Linked DNA regions of Mus musculus: region 1 is linked to region 2. A link is a contact called in public Hi-C data. All regions are on one chromosome and are shown on one strand. Each heading gives the region's core, a stretch centred on a gene start, on an enhancer-like site or on the middle of the called end of the contact. The rest is flanking DNA. Distances are from core to core; before and after follow the strand shown. Region 1 has its middle 18 kb from the start of Prep. Region 2 has its middle 57 kb from the start of Gm40638.

Evidence for each region. Hi-C and Micro-C count contacts between places; a contact is called where the count stands out from the background.
Region 1: a contact with region 2 is called in a Hi-C map of uterus, with 3 times the contacts expected there. The contact joins two enhancer-like sites. A contact is called at or near these places in 2 of 484 Hi-C or Micro-C datasets (epidermal suprabasal cells and uterus) and 1 of 115 datasets of contacts at active chromatin or transcription factors (pancreatic cancer cells).

The regions. Positions count from the first base shown.
Region 1 is chr10:45,046,167-45,052,270 of GRCm38.p6, forward strand. No RefSeq gene overlaps it. Among named protein-coding and RNA genes, the nearest start is that of Prep, 18 kb to the right of the region's middle. Within about 2 kb of position 2,780, at least 85 of the 459 cell types and tissues checked have an H3K27ac peak or open chromatin away from gene starts, as enhancers often do. A contact at or near this core is called in uterus, where this site is marked.
Region 2 is chr10:44,883,240-44,889,166 of GRCm38.p6, forward strand. No RefSeq gene overlaps it. Among named protein-coding and RNA genes, the nearest start is that of Gm40638, 57 kb to the right of the region's middle. Within about 2 kb of position 4,247, at least 56 of the 459 cell types and tissues checked have an H3K27ac peak or open chromatin away from gene starts, as enhancers often do. A contact at or near this core is called in uterus, where this site is marked.

The sequences.
Region 1 (6,104 bases), core at 1,530-4,029, 160 kb after region 2:
CCTACTGGGAGGAGAAAGCTCTGCCTTTAGGGGCTTTGTGGGAGCCTGGTCTTTGGAAAGCCAGAACTAGGACAGAGCCTAGTGACACCTGGCTGAGCACATTTATTAGCACACAGTAAATACCACTGATGACACCTGGAATCAATTAAGAAGAGACTCTGAAAGGGGTTTGGAGTCCTTTCTGCTACTGTGATAGTGACCAAGCAAGAGAAAGGCTGTCTGATTTCCATGACCAGAATTAGGCCACAACTCGTCCCTGTTAATTCCACCAGTACAAATACAGTCCTCTCTTGGTATCTTCCGAAGACTGGGTCCAGGCTCCCCACCACTATCCAAGCCCAGGGAAGCAAAAAATTTGCCAGCACTCAGTCCCTTCCACAAAGTGACTGTTTGCATATAATCTGTGCCTGTCTTCCCGTGTGATAATCATCTCTAATTGTGATGTCATAGCTGATACCACAGGAAAGCCATGTAAATGAATGTTTTAATGAATGGCCAGGGCCTAATGACAAGAGAAAGCCTGGACACATTCAATACAGATACAATTGTTTTGGCAAAATGTTTCAATCCACGTTGGTAGAGACTGCTAATATAGAGTCTGCCAATACAGAGCACCGAGTGTACAAGATCCAAAAGTGTGCAGAACTTTAAAAAGGAAAGAGTAATCGCAACAATCCAATCTTAAAAAGTTATTAAATCTTAAGACTGTTAAATCTATGTAAGTTGAGGTATATTATGTATAGGATATGTATTATGTGTCTATAAAGACATTGCCTACCCTTTCTGCCTCTCTAAGGTGTGTGGCAGCCTTGAAGGTGTGAGATGCATCTAAATGGAAGGAGGTGCTCACCTTTTTAACCATTCTTATTTGGTTTGCAATTAGCTGTGGCCCTGCCTTTTCCTTCGGTCAACCTAGCACGAACAAAAGCAACACACAGTTCTTGGTAGAGATTTCTGAGATGTGTTTAGCTGTTTTCTCAAACTGGATGGTCATGGCACACACTGGAGCACTGGATCTGGTCCTTGGCTGACTAAATATGCAGCGAGGCCCTGTGTTACCCGCCCTGGACATAAAACGAAAGAGAGAAACAAACCTTTCCTCATTTAAGCCACTGATACGTGGTTTTTCTAAAACTCCTAATTATATGGCTTCTCCTGCATGCTCTAGTATCCATCTACATCTATGCTACAAGTACAATGTATTTTAAAATCATGCCGCAGGGGTCTGGAGAGTTGGCTCAGCAGTTAAGAGAACTTGCTGCTTTTATAGAGGACCTGAGTTTGATTCCCAACTCGTGTCAGGAAGCTCACAACCACTTGTAACCCCCTCTCCAGTGGCTCTCTAACCTTCACAGGTCCCCACACTCACATACAGAAACCCACACAGACACAGATACACATACATATAATTCAAAATAAAATAAAAAGCATGGTGTGGTGATGGTGGCCCATGCCTTTAACCCCAGCAGGTGGGAGGCAAAGTCAGGCAGATCTCTAAGTTTGATGCCAGCATGGTTTACACAGTGAATTCCACAACAGCCAAGGCTACATGGAGAAACATTCTCTCAAAACAAAAAAACAAACAAAAAAAATCAACCTATCAATCTATCAATAAAGCACCTAATTGAGGTAAATGAAAAGGGAATTCTTGGAAGAGAAGTTTAGGGAAATGCATATATTTTTAAGATGGGCAGTGAGACCGAAAGTACTGCTGTACCCACAGAGACTGCTAGATCTGAATAATGGTTAACAATCAGATCTCTGAGTTCCAGGACAGCCAGGGCTATACAGAGAAACCCTGTCTTGAAAAACCAAAAATCAAAAAACCAAAAAGAAAAAAAGAAAAAAAAAAGGATGGTGATGGTTTTAGGTGATGGAAAAATACTAATCTCTGATCATTACAATGCAAACTAGCATCAGGGAGAACCCATCCCTTGCTTGGATTTCTAGGAGCCTGTATTTTAAATGAAGGCAAAGGAGAGCCCTAGCATTCAGATTATCCTAGACACGTTACCTATGAAACTATTTGCTTGTCTTGATGGCGGAGGACCCTATGAGTCACGAGCGTAGACATATGATCTTTAAACGTCTGAATTTGGACGTAAGCAAAGAGAAACAGAGCCACAGGCAGACAAAGATAAGAGCTTCCTGGTTCCCTGTCCCTTCTTATCTCCGTCAATGTCAGCGTTAGCTGCGAGGCTCAATGAAGAGCCTCCATCTCCAGATCTTTCCTTTGACCACTTTCATCTGCGCCTTACAGTGCTGGGGAGAACACCCTAGACGTGCTGTGGAGTGAAAGGAGCAGGTGACACAGGTGGAGGGAAGAAGCAGCCAAACAATGAAGCCTTTGAAGGGAGCCAGTTTCCTAACAGCAACTAGGGCTAATTAGTACCTGTGCGGGCAGTCACCTCAACTCTCGTTTTAAAACACCCATTCCTCTTTCTTCACCTGCTAGAGAGAAATTCTGAGGACAGCGGCTTGCCGCCCTCCAACCCAGACAGGTCAAACTTCTTTGTCCTTCCTGAGTGCACTGTGAAGAAAGCCGCGACACAAAGGGAATGTTTTTGTTGGCAGTCAGTTCAGAGCATGTTGACATCTCTGTTTTTAACAACCCTCTGGTCAGCCTGGGCGTAGTCACTCTTTTGAAAGTCGAGTCTTGAGGAAGTAGGTCACGAGAGCCAGTGTTTGGCTCCCCTGAGCGTGACTGAACCCAGGCGTTCACTACTTGTGTGTGGCTTTAGAATGGGTGTCTTGCTGACACCGAGTGCCACCTGCTGATTCACCAACCTGCATGGCTAGTTACTCCAGCTGACCAGCAAGGCTGGACTGTTTCCTCAGAGCAGGGCACGCTGGGCAAACAAACAACTCGTTGCTGACCAAAGCATAAAAAATTACATGGCAGAAGGACTAGGGTTGACAGAAGTAACCCAAGAGGGCCTCAATACACTGGTGTGAAGGGATTAGACATGGGACGGAGACAAGAGATGTGAGGAAGGCTGAGGCAACAGACCAAAGGCTGAGTGGGGAAGTGAGCAGGGGTTTCCCATTCTGAGGCAGGGGCTTACTTGCCAGTGTCCCTGAAACCCATCTTCTTTTCTTCTTCGTCACACGCAGGCCCCAGTTTTCAGGTTCCTTTATAATCTGGGGTAGCCACGAGACTGGATCTGACTAATGGAGCAGAAGCGAAGCAATAATGTGTGCTACTTTCAGGCCTGACCCATAAAAAACACCTGCTCATAACCCTGTCTCCCCTCCTACTTGCCAGGTGGTAACACTAGAATCCAAGCATCTATGCTAGGCAGCCAGGCTCTGCAAGATGCTGAGCCATCTTCCCTCTTTCTTGCCTCTGGGTACTGCTGACTTGAAGCTGTTCGATCCCAGGACTTAAGAAGGAAACGCGTTGTCTGTTCCCTGGGTCCCTGATCTCTCATTACAGCAGGTCTGCCCCCGTTCATATTTTTGGTCATATCAATAATATTATCAGACTCACACACCGTAGAAGTGATTTACTCTGAAGTAAATTGCTCTAGCTCCCCTCTGACAAGGAATATAGGAGACTTGTTTTCTCCTCCAGCTTCTCTCTCTCTCCCAGTGCCTGCACTGCTCTGCGCATGCGCACCAGCCACACCGCCCTCTCACATTGCCTCCATTGTATACCTTGCTCTTAGCTCCCAAGGCATCTTCCCTAAATATCTACCACTGTGTCTTCCCTCCCCAGCCCTCCCTCCAGAGCTATAACCATTTCAGCCTTTCTCATTCTTGAGATTTCAGCTTAGGAGGTTTTCATATATTTTGTGACTCCTTTGCTTTTTCTGTCCCTTCTACCCAGATGTTATATACATGGGTATGTTAAGTGACTATCTGCTTTGAAACGGACTTTTATTATTAAAGGAAAAACAAGGTGAAGTTCTGCCCTTTGACTGGTATTTGTATTTAACCTGGAATGGCTCCTCTGTCCAGTTTCCTGGGTGTGCTCATGTGTGCATACGAAGGATCATTTTCCCCCCTGAGAGATGCTTGGAAAAAAAATAAAAAAGGTTGATGCAAATGAGAAGATCGAATATATATAAGAAATGGGGACCTTTGAAGTCCTTTTAGCAAAAGACAGGTCAACCTCAGAGTGCGAGCTTAGATGTTACTCTGAAGAACAGTAGGTTTCAGTGGAATGTAGGCCAGCGAGAGGAGAGGGAGAGGAGAGGAGAGGAGAGGAGAGGAGAGGAGAGGAGAGGAGGCCAAGAACTCACGGATTACTCAATATCTAAACGCAGGAAGGCAAAGAAAGGCTAGAGAAAGCAAAGGAGACTCTACCCTTATTACATTTTAAAAGTATTATTGAGACATTGTAAGTTACCAGGTGGCACACGCCTTTAATCCCAGCACTCGGGAGACAGAGGCAGGCGGATTTCTGAGTTCGAGGCCAGCCTGGTCTACAAAGTGAGTTCCAGAACAGCCAGGGCTATACAGAGAAACCCTGTCTCTAAAAACAAAACAAAACAAAACAAAACAAAACAAAAAAAAACCACAAAAAAAATTCTCAATAATGCATTTCTCACTTATTGTGTATTATAACAGTAAATCGATTCATTACTAGATAATCTTTTAAAAAGTTGTGCCTTTATCCTAGAGAAATCTGGAGACAGACATTCATCCTGAGGTATGCACAAGGGAGAAAGCTCTTGAGGGAGCTGTGGGAAAAGTCTCCACCAAAACAGGCTGGACACACTTGATGTCATAGAAAAAACAAGAAATCCCAGGGGGAATCTTTCCCTGTAAGGTTCAGACAACAATATACTCAAGGACCAAGCCAGAGTCTGTGGCTTGAAAAATAGAGTAAAACCTCAGACCAGACCCGTGGCAGAAAGCAGAGCTATAGAGATTATTGGGCCGTGAGTCCAGTAGCCTCACTTTCCAGGAGTCTTAGAAAACATTTGCAAGAAAACGACCTAAGAAACAGGCACTTCCTACACTCTGTTCAGATGAAAAGTTTCGCTGCCCGCCGTGTAATCAAAGCCAGGCAGAGACAAACAGGTTGGTCAAGAAAGCTATCATCTGTACTTACCAATAGGAGTGAAAGTCTAGTGCTTACAGAGAGGAGCCACCCCAAGTTAAGGCAGGGAACAAATCTGAGTCCGGCCAGCAGAGGGCAGTACATTCAACTTTGAGACTCTGAAGGGCTGTAACTTAGGAGTTGGCCAAATGCCATTATGTCTTACTGGATAATACCAGTGAGGGATTGCCTGTGAAAATCGGGCTACTTTCGAAAGGTGAGAAATGATCAGAGCGCACACAGTTCCTGAGGTGCGGGCTTTCAAAGTTTGATGATCAGAACTGCAGGGTTTCCTGTCAGGCACCTGGGTGGTGGGATGTGAATGTGTCCTTTCCTTTATCCTCTAGACGCCAAACCCTTACCAGTGGCTCTCAACCTTCCTAGGATGCGCTCCTTTAATAGGGTTGTGGTCACCCCCAACCATAAAATTATTTTGTTGCTACTTAATAACTCTAATTTTGCTCCTGTTATGAATCTTAATGTAAATACTTGATATGCAGGATATCTGGTATGCGACCCTTGTGAAAGGGAGGTTTGACAACCCCTCCCCCCATTGACCCACGAGTTGAACACTACTGCCTTAGATGTCCTCTTTAGAAAGAGTTGGTGTATAGCTGGGCGTGGTGGCGCACGCCTTTAATCCTAGCACTCGGGAGGCAGAGGCAGGCGGATTTCTGAGTTCGAGGCCAGCCTGGTCTACAGAGTGAGCTCCAGGACAGCCAGGGCTATACAGAGAAACCCTGTCTCGAAAAACCAAAAAAAAAAAAAAAAAAAAAAAAAAAAAGAAAGAAAAAGAAAGAGTTGGTGTGTGAGGAATAGCCATTTTGCTTCCCACCCGTCCCCACCCCCTAGTTGAGACATAGAGAGCAAGTGATGAAGTTTTCCTGTGTTATCTTTAAATCCAGATTGTTCAGTATGAGCTATAGAGAGTCCTGGGGACAGCCAAGATGGTTATCCCTTAAGCAGGTGAGCAATCAGAATCTACAGGAGGATCACAGAACCTGAAGGTACAAACACAACCCCATACACTTCCAACACCTAGAAACCTCTTCCAGAA
Region 2 (5,927 bases), core at 2,997-5,496:
CAGACTAGAATTTCAAGCCTGGAAAGGGCTGCTGGGTCCCTCCTGTTGCCTAAGAAACATGTTTCTTTAACAGTCTGCCAGACCGTTTCTCCTTTACACATGGCAAACATAAAACCATCATAATGTGAATGAGCTCAAAGAGGGCAGTCTGAACTTCCCCCCAAATTGCTGTATTTAAAAGGGTTCATTTCCCAGACCTGACATTTGTGGGGCTCCCTACTCTTTTCTTCCCAACCATCTCCAGAGCTTGCTTTTATGCTGTTGTCTGACCGATGCTCTACAGATCCATTTGCAGGCTCTTGCTGTCACCTGACCTCCAGAACAAAAGCTTTAGGTTATCCCTTGATATTCTCTCCTCCTTTATTTTATTACTATCGTTCCTCATTGACAAAAATCAAGATGACAAACTAAAAGAATATGATGGCTCTTTCAGGTATTTATTTTGATTAATGTATCAGAGAAAAATATTTTGAAATAACATTTATTTAGGCTTCCAGTATTTTAACAAGTTAATTTTGGTGAGAAAGAAACATCAAGCTTTAACTCATTCTCCCCTTTTATACTGATATGTATGGACCTAACTAAAAGGAGCACTTTGTTCAGAATTATACCCTAAAATGCAAACTAACTTATGACAAGTTAATACATTGATACAATCATTTGAATGTAAAGCAAAATGAGGACTTTTGTCATACAGACATTCTATGTAATGTCCTAAATACATATAACTTCTTCTACTCCCCAGGGCTTGGAACCTATTGGTTGTTGTTATTGTTATTTTATAATTTCCTAAGGACATCTCTTACCATGCTTTCCCTGGATAAAATGGTCACTTAGTAAACACGCTGAACATACCAGCAAAACCTGAACCACAAACTCATAGTGACTCAGCTTTCTTTTGCATGTAAATACTGGCATTATTTGAGGAATTGTCAGCTTGACTATTCCTAGCAAAGGAGAAATAGCTGATACTTCTAATTCACCAGGAATACTGAAGCACATGCGGAACAGGCAGGGCCCAGGTTAGGGCAGGGAGGCTAAGAGCATCTCTCAGCAAAGTAGCTTAGGCGTTTCTCCTAAACTACTCATCAGAAAGAGGTTGTCAGACTCTGTCAGACTGACCTCCCCACCTCCTCTCTTCAAGCAGAAAGTTTGTCTTCAGGAAGTAGCTAGTGGGATTTCCCAGTTGCAGACAGATAACCTGGAAGGTACAGCAAGTAGTAATAGCCTTGGGGTTATGACAAAGATAGCTGAAAATCAGATTCTTCAAGCCTGGGAATAGGGGTCCAGCAGCCAGTTCTGGGAGCTTCAACTTCCCCAGTAAGTCAGCGGTGGACCTTGCAAGGGCGATACTGCTCAAAGAATCCTGAATCCTAAAGCCCTATAGTGCTGGGAGAAAGTGAGGGAGAAACGACCCAAACAGGTCAAACCGTCTGCAGCAATAGGATGACATCGATCTGACACCATATCCTGTCTAGCGATCCTGTTGCTCCTTTTCCAGCCGGCCTATGGAGGAGCAGCTTTCGATACACTTTCCATGTGGGTGGGAAGTAAAAAACTAAGGCTCCACATTTATTTGTGTATTCAAGAATTCAAGAAGAGGCTGTCCATGGAAAAGTTGATACAGGTCTCCTAGGGTCACCATGTGCTCTGCTTTCCAGCAGCAGAAGTGGAACTGTGGAATGGGGGCACTTTAGGAACAGCCATCTTCTAGGAGGGAGGCCTGCTGGAAAGGCGTCGTAAACTACTGAAAAGCTGAAGTGGAAAAATCCAAATAATATTTTGGTCAAAAATTGAATAATAAAGAGAAGGGGGAGAAGGGAGAGGAAGGGGAGGAGGAGGAAGAATAGAAAAGAAAGGAAGGAAGGAAGGAAGGAAGGAAGGAAGGAAGGAAGGAAGGAAGGAAGGAAGAAAAGACCTGTTCTTCCCCTTGGTAAAACTAAATAAACTGTTTTTCTGTCATCAGAACTCTAGGCCACAGCTCCTTTATCCATTCCTATTGTTTTTTTCAAGTTAGGAGAGAAGAAATCCATGCATAGAGCAGGCTTCCTCAGGTGAGATATGTTGGGATGTCTCCACAGAGCAAGCCTCCTCAGGTGGGATGTGTTGGGATGTCTCCACAGAGCAAGCCTCCTCAGGTGAGATGTGTTGGGATGCCTCTGGCTATCTGTACTTGGAGCCTAGACAGAACTAATAGTGGACATCTTTGAATCTCCACTCTAGCTCCAAGGGTATGAGTCCCTCCAGAAGCTTCCTCCTAGTGGATTCACTGCTGCCCAAGATTCTTGGCCCTTTTCTCCATTGTACGCTCAGAGGAGGAAGAAGTGTTTTATTCAGGAGCATAGGCCTAGAAGATTTCCTTGGGTAACCTACTCATGTAAAGAGAAATCCTCCCAGGAGCCCTGCCCTTGCTTTCTTTAACTCTAAGCTCCCCCATTGTGTTTTCAAGATAGGCTTCCTTTTGACCCCAGGCAGGTCAGGCAGGCCATATGTTCAAGGGAGCCCTCAATCCCCACTGAGTTGCTCAAGCCTATAGCCCCCAATGCTCTCCTGAGTCTCTACAATCTCCTCTCCTCCCACTTCTCTGATCCCCAAAACATTGTGTGTGCTCTCCGAGCCTTTCTGTTTCCCCCTGTACACAGTCCCGTCCATTGCTTCAAATGCCCTCCTTCATTTTTCCCATAAGAAGCTGAACTAAAGAATATATTAGGTGTGTTCCATGGTACCTAAACCTGTTTCAAAACTGGATTGAGCCATGTAATGAAAAGCAAAAGAACTCTTTCTCTGAGACAATAATTTATTTCTCTCCAGTGAGATGAATAGATCTTATTTCTAAGAGCCTCCAGCTATCTGACTGTGTGACTCACTAGCATTTTACAAGATGTATGAGAATCCTATGTCTTTAAGGTTGAAGATTCATTCCATGGGGAAGATCTTCAGTATCTTCCATGTTATACCAACGCAAGCTAAGTATACTTGACCTACTACATCTGTTCCTCTCATCTATTTGATCAAGTTCATGCTTTTGCTATTATATGCATGGAAGGGCTCTGTTGTATTTTTTATTTAGTAATGCATTCTAGCTCATATGTACATGAGGATTTTTGTTTCAATTGTGACCCTTGATCTGGAACTTTCTATTCTGTGTATAGAGAATGGAGAAATAATTGGGCAAATCGTGGCCAATCTTATAAAAGTTCACAGATGCCTCTTTGAATGCAACAGTTCATAATGATTTAAACGAGACTTTGTGCCCTAACTTTCATCTCAATATATGAGGTGGGTGGTGGGGGAGGGAGGAAGTGGATCGATGGCCAAAACTGAGTTTTGATCCCTGCTCTCACCCGGGCCCTACCCACAAACACCATCTAAAGCAAGACCAGTTGTCAGCACTTCATTCATGAGCATCATTACCAAAATTCCACAATTCACTTATGGTATCAAAGGTTTGTTTTAATGGAAATAATTTATATGGCATCTTCTCTGGGAAGAATCAGAAAGGTCCATTTGCTGTCTTGACTTTGAACATTGTGGTCTGAGTTCAGTTACATGCTTCAGAGTCAAAAGCCTGCTGCAGCCCACACTAAAATGGATGCTACAGATGTCACCCAGAACCCATGGAAACACAGAACTTAGAGTCGGGAAGGAAAGTGAAGAGGGAGGTTTTCTCTTCTGACATCTCTCTAACAACTGTGTCTAACCTGAAAATGTGGCTCCAATCCTTCTCAGAACTATTATTTTCTTTACAGCAAAGTTCTAAAAACTTGGTTTCTTTTGATTTCTCCCCCCCTGGCAGGAAAATGACACATTTGGGGCCAAGGCATTAAAGTGTGGTCTCTTGGGAAAAGGGGGGAGGGCTATTGCTCTCGAGCCCACAAACAGTTGCAGGTGCAAAAAATGTGCACACGAAAAGGGAGGTCTGGTAGAGGCCCTTTTAAAATGTGGCCTTTTAAGTTCAATAAATCTCTTTGCTCTCCCCTTTGTGAGCTGTGTGCGTTCCTCCCACACTCTAATGCACATTTCAGTCTCCAATGTGGCCTCCAGAAGGAATCTCCGTGTTTGTTGTGAAGTTTTCCGTAATTACATAATCATTGAAGTCTGTGAGGTGGCTGAAAAATGCAAACCCGGGGATTACAGTAACATAATTAGGCTGCTTCCTGTAAGAGCCAAGCTTCTCGGGTCAGGCTTTGATTGGCTGCCCTCGGACCCTTCCTTTTCCTCAGTGAATCACAGCTCAATGGGCCTTTCTGCAGGCCAACTGCTGCGAGGCATTTTAACAGCGTGCTTTTTGTGCGCCCTGAATGAGTTCTGTACACACCCTCTGCATCAGTTTGATTAAGAAGGCAGGGGCAGGGGAGCCAGAGGGCTGTGGTTTCTCGGATGCCTTCGTGTCTGTGTGGTGACAGAGCCAATGCTTACTTTGTCTGGGCCGCAGTACCTTGACTCATCTGGTGGTGTCTAGAAGCCTTGAGTCCTGGCTTTGGGGTATTGGTAGCAAGAAAGAGAAGAAAGGGCAGAGAAAAGCTGAGTTTTGCGTGTGTAATGGAATTTGGTAGCTGATGTGCATCATTCATTCTCAGGTGGGTAGGGAAGATGATATATCACAAACAACCCGCCCACAAATAGCTTTCTATTCTAGGCAGTGTCATAACCATAACCCAAACCTAACCCTTTCTATTATGGGCTACATTGGCCCATAGGATCTACTTCCTCCTCTCCTAACCACTCTTGGAAATGGGAAATGATTCTTCTTGAGCTTCTGTGTCCATCTTTCTCCTCCTTTTGATAATCTCAGCGCACATGGAGGCCTCAGAAAAGTATAAAGTCCAGGTAACACTGATTACTTTGAAAATAAGGATAGTCATTTAGGAAACTTAAAAAAAAAAACACTTGATTTGGTGGATTCTTATTAAAAATCATCAATTGCTCATCAGTGGTCCCAAGTCAGGGGAGCAGCTGTCAAGTAAGGGAAGATGACCAGAAGGAAATCTTCCCCTTAATTTAATCCTGCACCAATGAGCAGAATAAGATGTCAGAGTTTTTTGTTTGGAAAAAAAAAATAGTAGAGTAGTTCAAATGGAGACAGACATCTAATTGTCAGGAGCATCCAATGGACTTGATGGCCACAGCATTTCTCTTAAGCAGATAGCTCGTTCATCACAGTGGGTAAAGGCCCAAGTGGGAATGTTCTGAAAGTCTTTCCTCTACTTTGGAAGATTCTCTTGCTCTGTTTTCAAGAACCCTTCAGGTCTTCTCATCCATTCTGTTGGGTTTCCTCGCAGAGAAAATTCCAGTTTCACTAAATATTCTTTCTTTGTGTCTACACTTTCAAAGTCTTAACATAACTGTGTTTCTTGATACACATTTCCTAAGTGAGGGTGTCTTTAGGAAGTGAACAAAGCACTGCAAATTTTGACTGAATCACGTTTTTGAAAATAGTGCTTTGTCCTCCTCTCTGTCAACGCCAAAAACCAAAGCTCTTGCTGATATACAGTACATCTAAACTATCCATGGGGGAGCTAAGCAACCATAAAGAAATGAAAGATTGCCTTTGCTGTATAAGTTGAAACTAGTATAAGAAACTTAGATTATATTAGAATTCTCTTCATTTTAGTTATCTCAAAAATATTTCAGTAGGGCCCTTAAAAGTAAAATAAAACTAAGTTGCTGCAAATATGATTCAGGTTGAAAGGAGACATACTCATGTCAATGCGTGTGTGTGTGTGTGTGTGTGTGTGTGTGTGTGTGTGTGTGTGTATACACTCACACACACAAGGTTTCAGCTCCTCTGAGGTTGCTATACTGAGGATCTTAGGTACTTGCTGTTTTACAGTAGATGTTTTCCACAGAACAGGCTTTTCTACTGGCCAACTTCAAAATTGGCTCCCTGCAGAGAAGTCTGGGTTGAAAGAAGGACAAACAAGACA